2 separate regions of the Anser cygnoides genome follow, and region 2 is linked to region 1. Evidence: chromatin contacts called from public Hi-C data. All regions are on one chromosome and are shown on one strand. The core of a region is the stretch at or near the end of the contact, and the rest is flanking DNA. Distances in the headings are between cores, read along the strand shown.

Evidence for each region. A called contact is a pair of places that touch in the nucleus more often than the background predicts.
Region 2: a Hi-C map of liver shows a contact between it and region 1, with 1.7 times the contacts expected there. The contact joins the promoter of PTRH2 here to the enhancer-like site in region 1. A contact is called at or near these places in 2 of 7 Hi-C or Micro-C datasets (both in liver).

Annotation. Positions count from the first base shown.
Region 1 is chr18:9,768,517-9,774,168 of Taihu_goose_T2T_genome, reverse strand. LOC136786595 (a long non-coding RNA gene) reads left to right here and starts at 5,102. Exons shown (of 2, transcript XR_010825674.1): 1 at 5,102-5,652. Within about 2 kb of position 1,453, at least 2 of the 3 cell types and tissues checked have open chromatin away from gene starts, as enhancers often do. A contact at or near this core is called in liver, where this site is marked.
Region 2 is chr18:9,829,864-9,835,058 of Taihu_goose_T2T_genome, reverse strand. PTRH2 (peptidyl-tRNA hydrolase 2) reads left to right here and starts at 1,531. Exons shown (of 2, transcript XM_048074196.2): 1 at 1,531-1,664; 2 at 1,775-2,494. The coding sequence starts at 1,846. The coding sequence ends at 2,367. VMP1 (vacuole membrane protein 1) reads right to left here and starts at 1,579. Exons shown (of 12, transcript XM_048074188.2): 1 at 1,439-1,579. It overlaps CLTC (clathrin heavy chain), which reads right to left. Exons shown (of 33, transcript XM_066979406.1): 33 at 4,223-5,195. The coding sequence ends at 5,104.

The DNA.
Region 1 (5,652 bases), core at 204-2,703:
CGAATGATCTGCGGTGCAAAAAGGGAGCGGGGTGCAAAATAGGGGCGAGGAATGAGCATGTTCGGTGCTTTTATGGATGCAAACCCTGTCCCCCGAGATGGAGGCAGCATCGCCTGCTCATGTGAACGTCCTAAAGAGAAATAGAAAACGCTGGGCTGCTGCGATCGGCTCTAGGATCAGGCAGCATGCACGGTGTCTGTCATCTGACAGAAATAGTGTCTAATTAAATATTAACCTCTGCGTTCAACAACGACACCTGCACGGGTTGATCTTAAAGGACGCCAAGCCCCGTGGCCACACACGAAGCCCGGGCTGGGTGCCTGCGGGGCACAGTCCTGTGCCCTGGGCGGGCCGCTGGGGGTGTAGCAATTAAAAAGGTAAGGAGATCAAACGTTTTCAGTCCTTTGATCTCCAAGTGTGAAATTTGTGGGTTGCTTCCCATGTAGGCCGCGTCTCCATGCAGAGCAAGGGAGTGGGAGAGGAGAAGTTGCCCTTCGCTGCTCACAGGAAGGGTTTTTCTCTCTAAAACGCTAATACGGGAAGCAAAGACGTGATGCAGCAGAAAGATTCAAGGATTCAAGCTAACGAAGTGGGGCAGTGGGAGGGAGGGAGACGGGGCCGACTGCTGAGCTCGCCGGTGCCCACGCAGTGATGAGGACGTGGGGCGGGAGCTCAAGTACCTGCAGCACTTGCGAGATGCTAAAAATAAAAAGCGGCTGCTAAAAATAACGAACGATCAGGAAAAAAACGCTAAACCCCAGAGATCTCCCTGAACTCTGAGGATTAATTTTAATTTCCCTCTAATCCAGGCAAAAATAGCGACGTCGGGGGGCACAGCTCAGCCTGAGGAGGGCTCGCGCTGCCCTGCACGTCCCCAGCGCGGGGCTCCGGGCGCATCCAGACCTGCGCTGCTTCTGCCCGCAGGCCAGAGCCAGGCTGCTACGATACCATACAGCCCCAGCCTGGGCAGGGCTGGGTGCTCTGAGCTCATTTCATGACACAAGCTCAGGCTGGGCGAGGGGAAGTGGCCAGGTGCCTCAGGTTATGGGCCGGGCTTTTTAAAAATGAGATTTAGTGGCACCTTTTGCATTTATTGGGAAGAAAATGACTGGTCGGAGCTAGTTTTCCAAAGAGACATAAAAACTACTAATTCCTAAAACCATATTTAACTCACCGGACATCTCCCTCGCTGCGGGGAGCACTGCTGACTGCCAGTGGAGCTGAATTTGCTTTTGGTGTTCCCTGAACCACCGCACAGAAAGCTGCTGCGCTTCCTGGCACAGGGAACTCTGATTTGGTGCAGGGCATAAATACCGGGGGATACGGCAGCCTGCCCGGCCGGTGCCCGAATCGCTCCCCACGTGTATGGCCCAGGGAGGTGGCTGAGCATCAATAAGTAGAAGCATCACTCCCACCTCACCTTCTGCCTTCAGATGTATGCAAATGTATGCAAACAAGGGGTTGCATGCAGAGCTAGCCCAGGACTTTGCTTGGTGTGGGTGGACACGGGGGGCAGGAGGTGCTCGGGGCTGTTTGCACAGCCAGGGCTCTGCAGTATTTTAAACACTGAGAGCCCCTGATTAGATACAAGGGCTCATGGTCCGAGGTGTGATTTATGTGCGACAGCGCATAAACACCTGGAGCAAGGGCTTTAGAAAGCTGCAGGGCACAGCTGCTCCTCGCACAGCCTGCTCGCTTCCCCCCTTTTTAGTTTAGAGAAAAATAAAAAAATCCAATCTAAGCAATTCCTTACACTCCTGCTTTAAATGTGCTTTCAATTCGAGAGTGACCAGAGAGGTAAGTAAATATTTTTCTGGAAAGGAAATTACATTGTGTTTACACTGAATGCTGTTTGCCGAAGCACTGCCCGGAGTCGAGCTCCAGCCTGCTTAATATTTACCCAGCTGGAGCAGCGGCACAGCAGCATTTGGCAGTGCCAGGCGTGCTACAGCTGAAGCATTCAGCATTTATACCTGTAGGAAGCACTGTGGTTTTGCAAGCTGCAATGCACAAGACCCGGCATCTGTTTGCAGGGTCGTGTGCTTGGGAAGCTGTGAGCCTCGGACAAGGGGCTGCTGTTGTGCCGCGTTTCTGCAGCAATTCAAGGGCAAGATGGATAAGAGCAAAGGTTTAAACCGGGAGGGCCCAGCCCTACAGGCCAGCACCGGTCTGCAGGGCTGCCCACGCAGGTCATAAACCCCACGGGGGCTCGCTTCCCTAATTGCAACTGATTTACAGGACCCTGAAAGCAGTGGCCAAAGTCTAAATATTTTGCTTGGATATGGACAGGGCAAACACACTCACTGCCACGTCGCCAATTCGGGCGACCCCTCGCTGAAGGGCCAGCGATGCCCGCGCTCGCCAGCCTGGAAGGAGCACAAAGCTCTGCCCTCCTCCCAGCAAGGGTCAGCGTTCAGCTCCATGCACTTTGTGCAACAAAAGCCCCTACAGCACCCTGGGAATCGCAGAGCTGTGCTGTGCCTTGTGTTTATCATTGACCAGAGCAGTGTTTTTGCCTGTTTTGGCAATTTCAGCTGTAACCCAGAACACGTCAAACTCCACAGTTTAAACAGTCGCTCCTTGCTTAAGCAGCCAACTCCTTTTTGTTCCTTTTTGATCACCCCAATGGGGAATTTAATAATGCATGAACAAAAAGGAAAAGCAGGAGATGGAGGATGTAAAAGTGCCGGACACCAGTGGGCTCCTCACCCTGGGCCAGTTCCTGCCCGCAGGACGAAGCCGCTCACGCTGCTTCGAACGGGTGCAGCGGGAGCAGCCGGGGACGGAGCCGAGCTCGAGGCACAGCGAGGTCCTGGCCCCATCTGCGTGGCCAGGGGACGCTGCCCCAGTGCCCCGGTGCTGAGCCCCGTTTCCTTGGGGTGCAGCTGGGGGCTCTGCGGACCGACAGGACACGCTCCAGATCTGCGCCTCCGAGCCTTTAATCAGCTTTCACCTGGGATTAGCCCAAATGTTTCCAGTCTCTGGTTCGAAATAGGTTTTCTCGCTGTTGGGCAGCTAATCTGAAGTAAATGCTCCCCTCCGTCAGCCAACATCTCCAGCAATGGCTTTGCCCTGAGGCTTGAACCCTGCCCATTTCCTAGATTTTTCTGATTGAGAAGCCAGGACATGGGATGCAGAGGCGGACCTTCAGAGCTGGGCTGCAGTGGGGACCACAGGTACAAAGAGCACAGCCAGCCCACTTCACTGCAGGCCGGGGACGCCAGGTTTGGCAGAAGGGATGGAGCTCAGGATCTAACGGAGCAGGGGCCGGGCTCCGTCCTGTCCCTCTGGAGCAGGGGCAGCCCACCGGGGTGTCAGGAAGTGAGCCGAGCTGCCAGCTTTGGGGTACAGCCAGAGACAACCACTACATCGGGCTGTTCACTCGGCCAAAGGAGTTGCTCTAGACCCACTGTTTGTTAAGGAAAGAAATCAAAATTATTATTATTATTATTTTTGGCTTTAAAAGTGTTATTGGATCCTGTGCTTTCACATAGCCTGTCCCCAACCTGTGAGAAATCTGGGCTACACCATGAAGCCAGCACTTGTGCAAGTTGTGGCTTGTCCGTCTGTCCGTCAGCAAGAGATCATTTCTGCTTGACTCCTGTGGAAGAAGAAGGAAGCTGGACAATCCCCTTGTTTGGCTGAGGCTGCCGGGAATAGGAGAGGAAGCGAGGAGGGGGGACCATGGCCCCATCTGCAGGGCAGGAGCCCCCAGAGCAGAGAGCTCCCGAAAACCCCCGGATCAAGCTGACAACCCCTGGCTTTCAGGGACACCCAGTGGGTGGGAAGGGACGTGTGAGCAGTCACGGCTGTAAACGCCGGGCGTGACGTAGCTGCGACTAAACGAGTGGCATTAAATAAATGGCATTGCTGCCCTGCTGATGGCTCAGGTGCCTGCAGCAGTGGAGGAGCCGTGTAGCTGCAGCAGCTCCATGGGTGCGGGAGCTCATCCCCACCGGGCACCGGTGTTCGAGAGGTGGAGTTCACCCTCACAGCCCTGCCCGCGGGATCCACGTGAACGATTGCCCCTATCACAGCCCCTGCACGGCTTTCTGATTTGAAAGGGTGCTTCTGCGCTGCGAGAGAGCTCGCAGAAAAGCAGGAAACATGGGCACTGGGAGGCCAGGCACAACCTCTCCTCCTTCATGAGGTAATTTAATAATGCCGGCAAGACACAGGCACTGTAGCGCTGCCAGAAGCAGCACAGGCCGCACAGCGCCACGCCACGCATCTGGGTGACACGAGTGATGCCTTGAGCGCAGGCCTGCCCACATTGCACCCACAGGAAAACACCTCGAAATCCCCCAAAACAGCACCAAGGCCCAGCTAGCAGGCAGACCCAAAGCTCTGCGCTTGGAAGGTGCTCGGGAGCTGGTTTGAGGAAGAAATCCGAGCTCAAACGAACAACAACAAGCAACAGAGGCCCATCCCCGTGACAACATGGCCCTGGGCAGGGGAGCTGGCCTGGGCCATGGCCACGAAACCCGTCCTGGGATGGGGCCCGAGGTGCAGAGCCCGGCAGCGCCCGGCACAAGTAGGCCCTGATTCCTCTGGCAACCATCAAAACGTGGGGCCGGGGAGGCCGCGATGGGCACAGCTGCGTTTCCTCAGGGCTTCCTCAGGCCCGCCGAGGAGGGGCCCTCGATTTCTGCCCTGAAACCTTCACAAAAATAGCACAATTATGGGAAAAGCCTTGTCCTAGTGGAAAAGAAAACACCAGCCTGAGCCTGATGAGGAAGCGGAGCTATATAAAAGCACGCTCCTATATTTTTCTGTTATTTCTGTAAAGCATCCAAAAACTTGCACAGAATTTCTTTACCAAGGGCACACGTTTCCACAGGGCGAGGCTGGGCCCCTGGGGAAGCCTTTTTTATATTTTTTTTCCCCCAGCCTTTTACTTCACCTAAGCAGAAGTTTCCATACAAGGAGAACAAATCGAGGGGCAGCTCCCGCCGCAGCTGCCTGGGGCCTGAGCCACACTTAATGGGGCGCATTGGGACATCTCCTTGTGTTTTTTTTTTTACAGAAAACACTGGAATTTTCAGCTGAACCCAAAATTTCGGAGGATGCAAAGTGTTTCCTGTGAGAGAGGGGAAAAAAGAAAATTTCAGCTTTTAGCAGTTTCTCACACCACCATTCTGCTTTTGACATCTTCCCCTTTTTCACCGACAGCACCAACATTTTTTTGGAGCCTGCTCAAAGCGGCACCCAAGCGCCGCGGGTGCAAGGGGGTGGTGTTACCGTGTTGTCCCCAGCAAAGGCTCCTGGTGCCACCTGGCCTTGCTGGGCACCAGCACTGCCCTGCCCCAAAACCCACACCAAGAGGCCGAGGAAACCTCTCTGGGGGCAGCCACCCTCCGGGTGACGTCTCCATCGCAGCCGGGCTGCATCCATGGCGCGTCTCTTGGCCTCACCGCTATTTATTCCCCAGGCTGGAGCTGGGTAAAAATATCCCCCGCGTTTGGCAGCCTGGAAGCGCTCCTGTAAATCCTTCCTGTCAGCACGAAAATGCCCTGGCTGGGGCAGGAGCAGTCAGCTCCCGTGGGAGCAGCAGCCAAGGGCACTGCCAGTGGTGGAAAGTTAAATTTTGTGAAAGTGGGGCTCGGGAGGGGAGGACACGCACCCCAAGCAGGGGTTACGTCGTTAAGGGTC
Region 2 (5,195 bases), core at 282-2,781, 61 kb before region 1:
GAGAACATTTTTTCAACAAGTCAGCAATACACGAGGCTGCCTGCCTCACGTCTTAATGTCCCCCGGGTCTGTCAGGTCAGCGTGACACCAAACCCAGCCAGGTGCTGTCCCGTGTCCCATGCTCGGTGTTGCAACAGCCTCACGGCTGCACCCTTCGCTCCTGTGGGATGGCAAAGTCCAGCCAGCTCACACTTCTCCACATGGCACTGAAGGTAAAGGTCTAACCGAAGGTGATGGCTTCTCTTCACAGCTGAGCCACAAAAAACCTGCTCTGCTCTAACTATTGCTCCTGAAGTGTAGTAGGTTTGGGTTTGTTTTAGAAACAGAACTCAGTAAGAAATAAAAGGAAGTCTCAAAGCACGCATTAACATCCTAACAATAGGTATTCACAGGACGCAGTCAGACAGTTATGACAGATTCCAAGGCTATTCAAAGACAGCCCCAGGAAAAGACTCTTTGAAGTGGGAACAGCGCAGACTTCCCAGCTGAAGGCCAACACCCGCTTCCAGCGCCCTCCCCTTTCTCACTGCCACTTCCCACTTCAAAGCTACCAAGCCCCCTCCTTCCCCCAGAAATCACCAGCACCGTTGATTTCACCTGCTAAGTAGGGCAAGAAGCTCAAATTAACAAGCAGCGCTAACCTCCCACTGCACGACGGCAAACGTGCTATTTCAGACTCTGATCCGAAAGCGCGGGGTGAGGCAATCGTTATAACCATCGCCTATTACCAGTGAGAAATAACAATAACAAAGAGCCCGTCCCGTGCTGTGGAAATAAAAGCAGGCTGACGTTACGAAGCCCCTTTGGCGCGCTCCGAGGAATAAAGGCATAACCTCACAGCCACCCACCTCGGGGCGCTCAGCCCACATCCTTAGCGCTAACTAAAGCAGGGCACCCCCTTGTTGGCGGGCACCGGCTCCGGCAGCACGGAGAACGAGGGCAGGAGCAGAGACCGGTACCGAAGCCGTGCAGCTTCTCGGGGGGATCTCAGGGGTTAACCCCGGTTCCGCAGCGCCACGGCCGCACGCCCGCAGCTCCGCTCCCCTCGGGTCCCCGAAACGCCTCCAAACGCCCGGGCTGCAAAACCGGCGCCCGGCTGCCTCAGGGCGCTCCGTAACCGCCTGGCGGTGTCGGTCGGAGCCGCGGGCGCCAGCCCCGTTCAGCCGCTTCCCTCCCCTCAGGAGGGGCCGCGAGGACCCCCCGGTGCCTTGGGGCCCGCCCGAAGCCGCCCCCCGGCTCCCTCAGGCCGCCCCCAGCCCCTCAGCGGCCGGCCCCGGGGGCTGTTGCCATGGAAACCGCGGGGCCCGGGGCCGGCCTGAGGAGGGACCGGCGGCCGGGAGCGGGTTTGGGGGCGGCGGGGGCGGCTCCACAGCGGCCTGAGGTGCCCCGGGGGAGCCGAGCGACCCCGAGCTCCCCGCCCCCGCCCGCCCGCACTCACCGCGCTGCGCCCCGGCTGCTCCCGCTGGGCCCGGGCCAACCCGGAAGTAGGGAGGCGGAGCCCGCCCGCCCCGCTGACGTCACTTCCTGCGTACCGCACCGCACCGCCCGCTCCCTGTTCCCTCGGGCGCTCTCCGCGGCGGGCGGGGCCCCGCCCCTCGGCGTGCTGGCGTCACTTCCTGGCGACGGCGGCGAGGCCTGGTGGCAGCGTGGAGGCGGCGGCGGCGGTAAGGGGCGGGGGGGGGGAACGGGCGGGGCCGGGCCCGGTTTTAACGGCTCTAACGGGCCCGGCCCGGCCCGGCCCTAACGTCCTCGCTCCCTCCCTCTCTCGTTGCAGGCACCCCCCGGAGCCGCAGCACGGCCGAGCAGCCCCCGGCCGCCCCCCCGCAGCCGCCGCCCGGTGCCGCCATGGAGCAGCTGGGCAAGGCGGGGCTGCTCGGGCTGGTGGCGGGCGTGGCGTGCGGCCTCTGCCTCGGCTGGGGCCTCCGCGGGCGGCTCCTGCGGCACCCCCGGGCCCGGGCGGCGGCGGAGCCCCTGGGCGGAGCGGGGGCTGAGGCGGCGGTGCCCGGGGAGGACGGGGAGTTCAAGCTGGTGCTGGTGGTGCGGAACGACCTCAAGATGGGCAAGGGGAAGGTGGCGGCGCAGTGCTGCCACGCCGCCGTGTCGGCCTACAAGCAGGCGCAGAGGAGGACGCCCGAGGTGCTGAAGCAGTGGGAGTACTGCGGGCAGCCCAAGGTGGTCCTCAGGGCTCCCGACGAAGAGACGCTGATCCAGCTCTTGGCCGAGGCCAGGCGCCTGGGCCTCACCGTCAGCCTGGTGCGGGACGCCGGCCGCACGCAGATCGCCCCCGGCTCCCAGACGGTGCTCGGCATCGGGCCGGGCCCGGCCGATGTGGTGGATCAAGTGTCCGGGCACCTAAAGCTCTTCTGAGCCGGGGCCCAAATAAGCGCCAGCGCGTTGGTATGCGTCAGTACTGAGGGGTGAAATCCAGAAGTTGGGATGATTCCATATGCTCTCAGTAAAAATAAATATCTTTTTTTTTTGTAAAAAACTTAAACTTGCAAAATTTAATGCTGTTTATAAGTTTCTCTAGCTTCTGTATTACATGCTAAAGCGGGAAAGAAAACACTAAGCTGGGTAGAGAGGAGAAGCAGAGCTGAATTTTCCTACCCTAAGCAGGAGGAACCAAGCATTTGTAAGACTTGTGCAGCTGATGATTTAACATTTTGTCTGCTTTATTGACTGGATACAAGCATTAGAGAAGGTTATCTTGTGCCAAAAATAGAAGGTTCCCCTCCACCGTTGCCTTGCACGAGGATATTTTAGATTGATTTTGTAATTCACAACAGCCTGGCTGCCAGAGCAGCTAAAGATTGCCCCATACAGCAGGGGATAGCTGCGGCTAACTTAGTGCAGTTTCTGATCCGGTAACTGATGCAACACCTTGTAACTGGTATGAGATGTATGAGACAGAACAAGTTAAACAGGGTGTACAGCTCAGTGCTTAAGAGCTATAAAAGCTTCTAAAGGGAAGCCGTGCTCCTTTCTGGACAGGGCTGTGTAGCTACTGCATTTACAAGAATGTAAGCACACCAGTTTCCCATCTGGCTGACATAGGGAGTTACCCACATGTGTATAAACAGCTTGCCACACAGGAAGAAACTTAATTCCTGTTTTACTGAGGATTAAAAAGTTCTCATAGGTCTGAGAAAGCACTCAGTTATAGAAATCGATTACTGAAGTTACTGGGCAAAGGTCAGATGGCCCTGATCATGGCTCACGTACTACCCAAATCACAGAGATTCTACCCACGGCGCTCCCTTTTAACTCTAATACTGTAAAAGGCAAGTTACCTGTGCTTCTAATTAGGTGGATTTTCTGTTACTTTTAGTTTTGTAGCAAGGCTGATTGGTGGGTTTTTTTTGAGAGTTCTGCTATTGAGCACTGAGTCAGGAGTTCTCTGCAGAGTTCTCGCTCAGGATCCCATTGAGATCTTTCCTAGGCCAGTTTCTTATCAGCCCAGGGAAGGTCTGAGCCCACTGAGACAGGTGAGAGGCACAGCCTGGGAGAGCTCTGTGCTTCCTCCTCCAGCCCTCAGCAGCACAGTTCATCAGGGAATAAACAATCCCAGCTCTAGCCTGCAGCTCCCAGCCCCCCCAGCTTCATACCCACTACCCTTCCACACTGACCTGCTGTAAACGCTCAACTGGGAGAATCGCTCAGTTCAAGCTGAGCAAGGAGGAAGGGGATTCAGCCTCAGAGCTGCGACCTAACGCTGAAGATAGCTGGAGAAGCTTCTGCCTCGTAGCCAGGAGCTATCACAAGTAGGGCCAGGCACTCAAATATCATTTGAGTTCATTGCACTCAAATATGACAGTATTCATTGAGAAACATTTAAGTCATTTTTATTTGAAGCTAAATATATTTAAGGCAACTTACATACCTAGAACATAATCTCCATTTAACTGACACACCCTACTACGATCCTAACGTATCATCTGGGCGAAGATGCTGTAGTTGACCGCAGCGCAGCCAACTCTTGAAAAGTGCTATTTTCTTCTGTCTGGCATAATCTTTCTATAGAAAAAGCATCACATATTTTCTTGTATCGTCCCCTCGGCGCAAGACACCACTACTGGTCTCTATTGCTTCTGTTCTAATGGCCCCTTCTACCCTTGAGGTGTATGCACTCTTATGCCCCCACCGACTAGCACTGTAATACTTGGTTCAAGGTTGAAGGTCCTTTTGAAGACAGTAAAGTGAAGCTACCACTATGCAGCATGTCCACAGTCCAGTAATTTATTTTTAAATTGAGTAATTTCAAATTGCACAAACAAAACTGAACAGCAATATGCTTGAATTCTCTCTTCTGTACACTCAAAACAGTGATCTAAAACACCACAATATCCAACATACACAAACCTCAGGGCAGGGTTAGTAAATACACAGATTGGAATCATGGTGCTCTGTTCCTGAATGGAATGTCCCACAAAAGCACAGGATACAGCACAACATAAGGTCATCTGTTACATATGGAGTGAGCAAAAAGACACTAGCATTTTCTATATGCATAACTGGAAAAACCTGCATAGGTTAAGGAAAAAACTTTTACTCATTTTAAGTCAGGCAAGGTTGTCTGTACGCATCTTAAAATCTTTTAGAGCTATGCAATCCAACCAGGGTAGGATATGCTGATTAGTGTTGTCTCTTGTCAGCGGTCTTGCAAGGTCAAATACAAGTATCTTCACTTTAGCTTTCTCCGAATATACAGTGAGACTTAAATGCATTTAGAATAGACAGTACATACTGTAAGCTGCTCACATACAATGAACTTAAGATTCAATATTAGAGTTTAACACTATAGAGTGCAAATCAGAATCTTCACAACAGACTTAATGGTAATAAGCAGTCCTGCAAAAGCCCACTTGAACAAACTTGTTTAAACTATTCCCCTTTTAAAGTAAAGTCTAAATGACATGGAATGTGAAAAAGATTTAACATAAGTGATTCAAAGTTTGCGCTAGAAAAAACAGTCCTTCATGAAATAAAGGTTACAAGAACACGAGGCAGAACTCTTGCTTTTTCCCTGGTATGAGTTAAAGCGGGGAGGGACGGTGGAGTTTCAGTAAGAAAATATGCTAGCTCCAAACTGACTTGTGCTGCACCTTACATGCTGTACCCAAAGCCAGGCTGCGGTTGCCCGTACGGAGGTGCAGTGTAGCCATAGCCAAAAGGTGCTTGTGGAGGAACTGCAACGC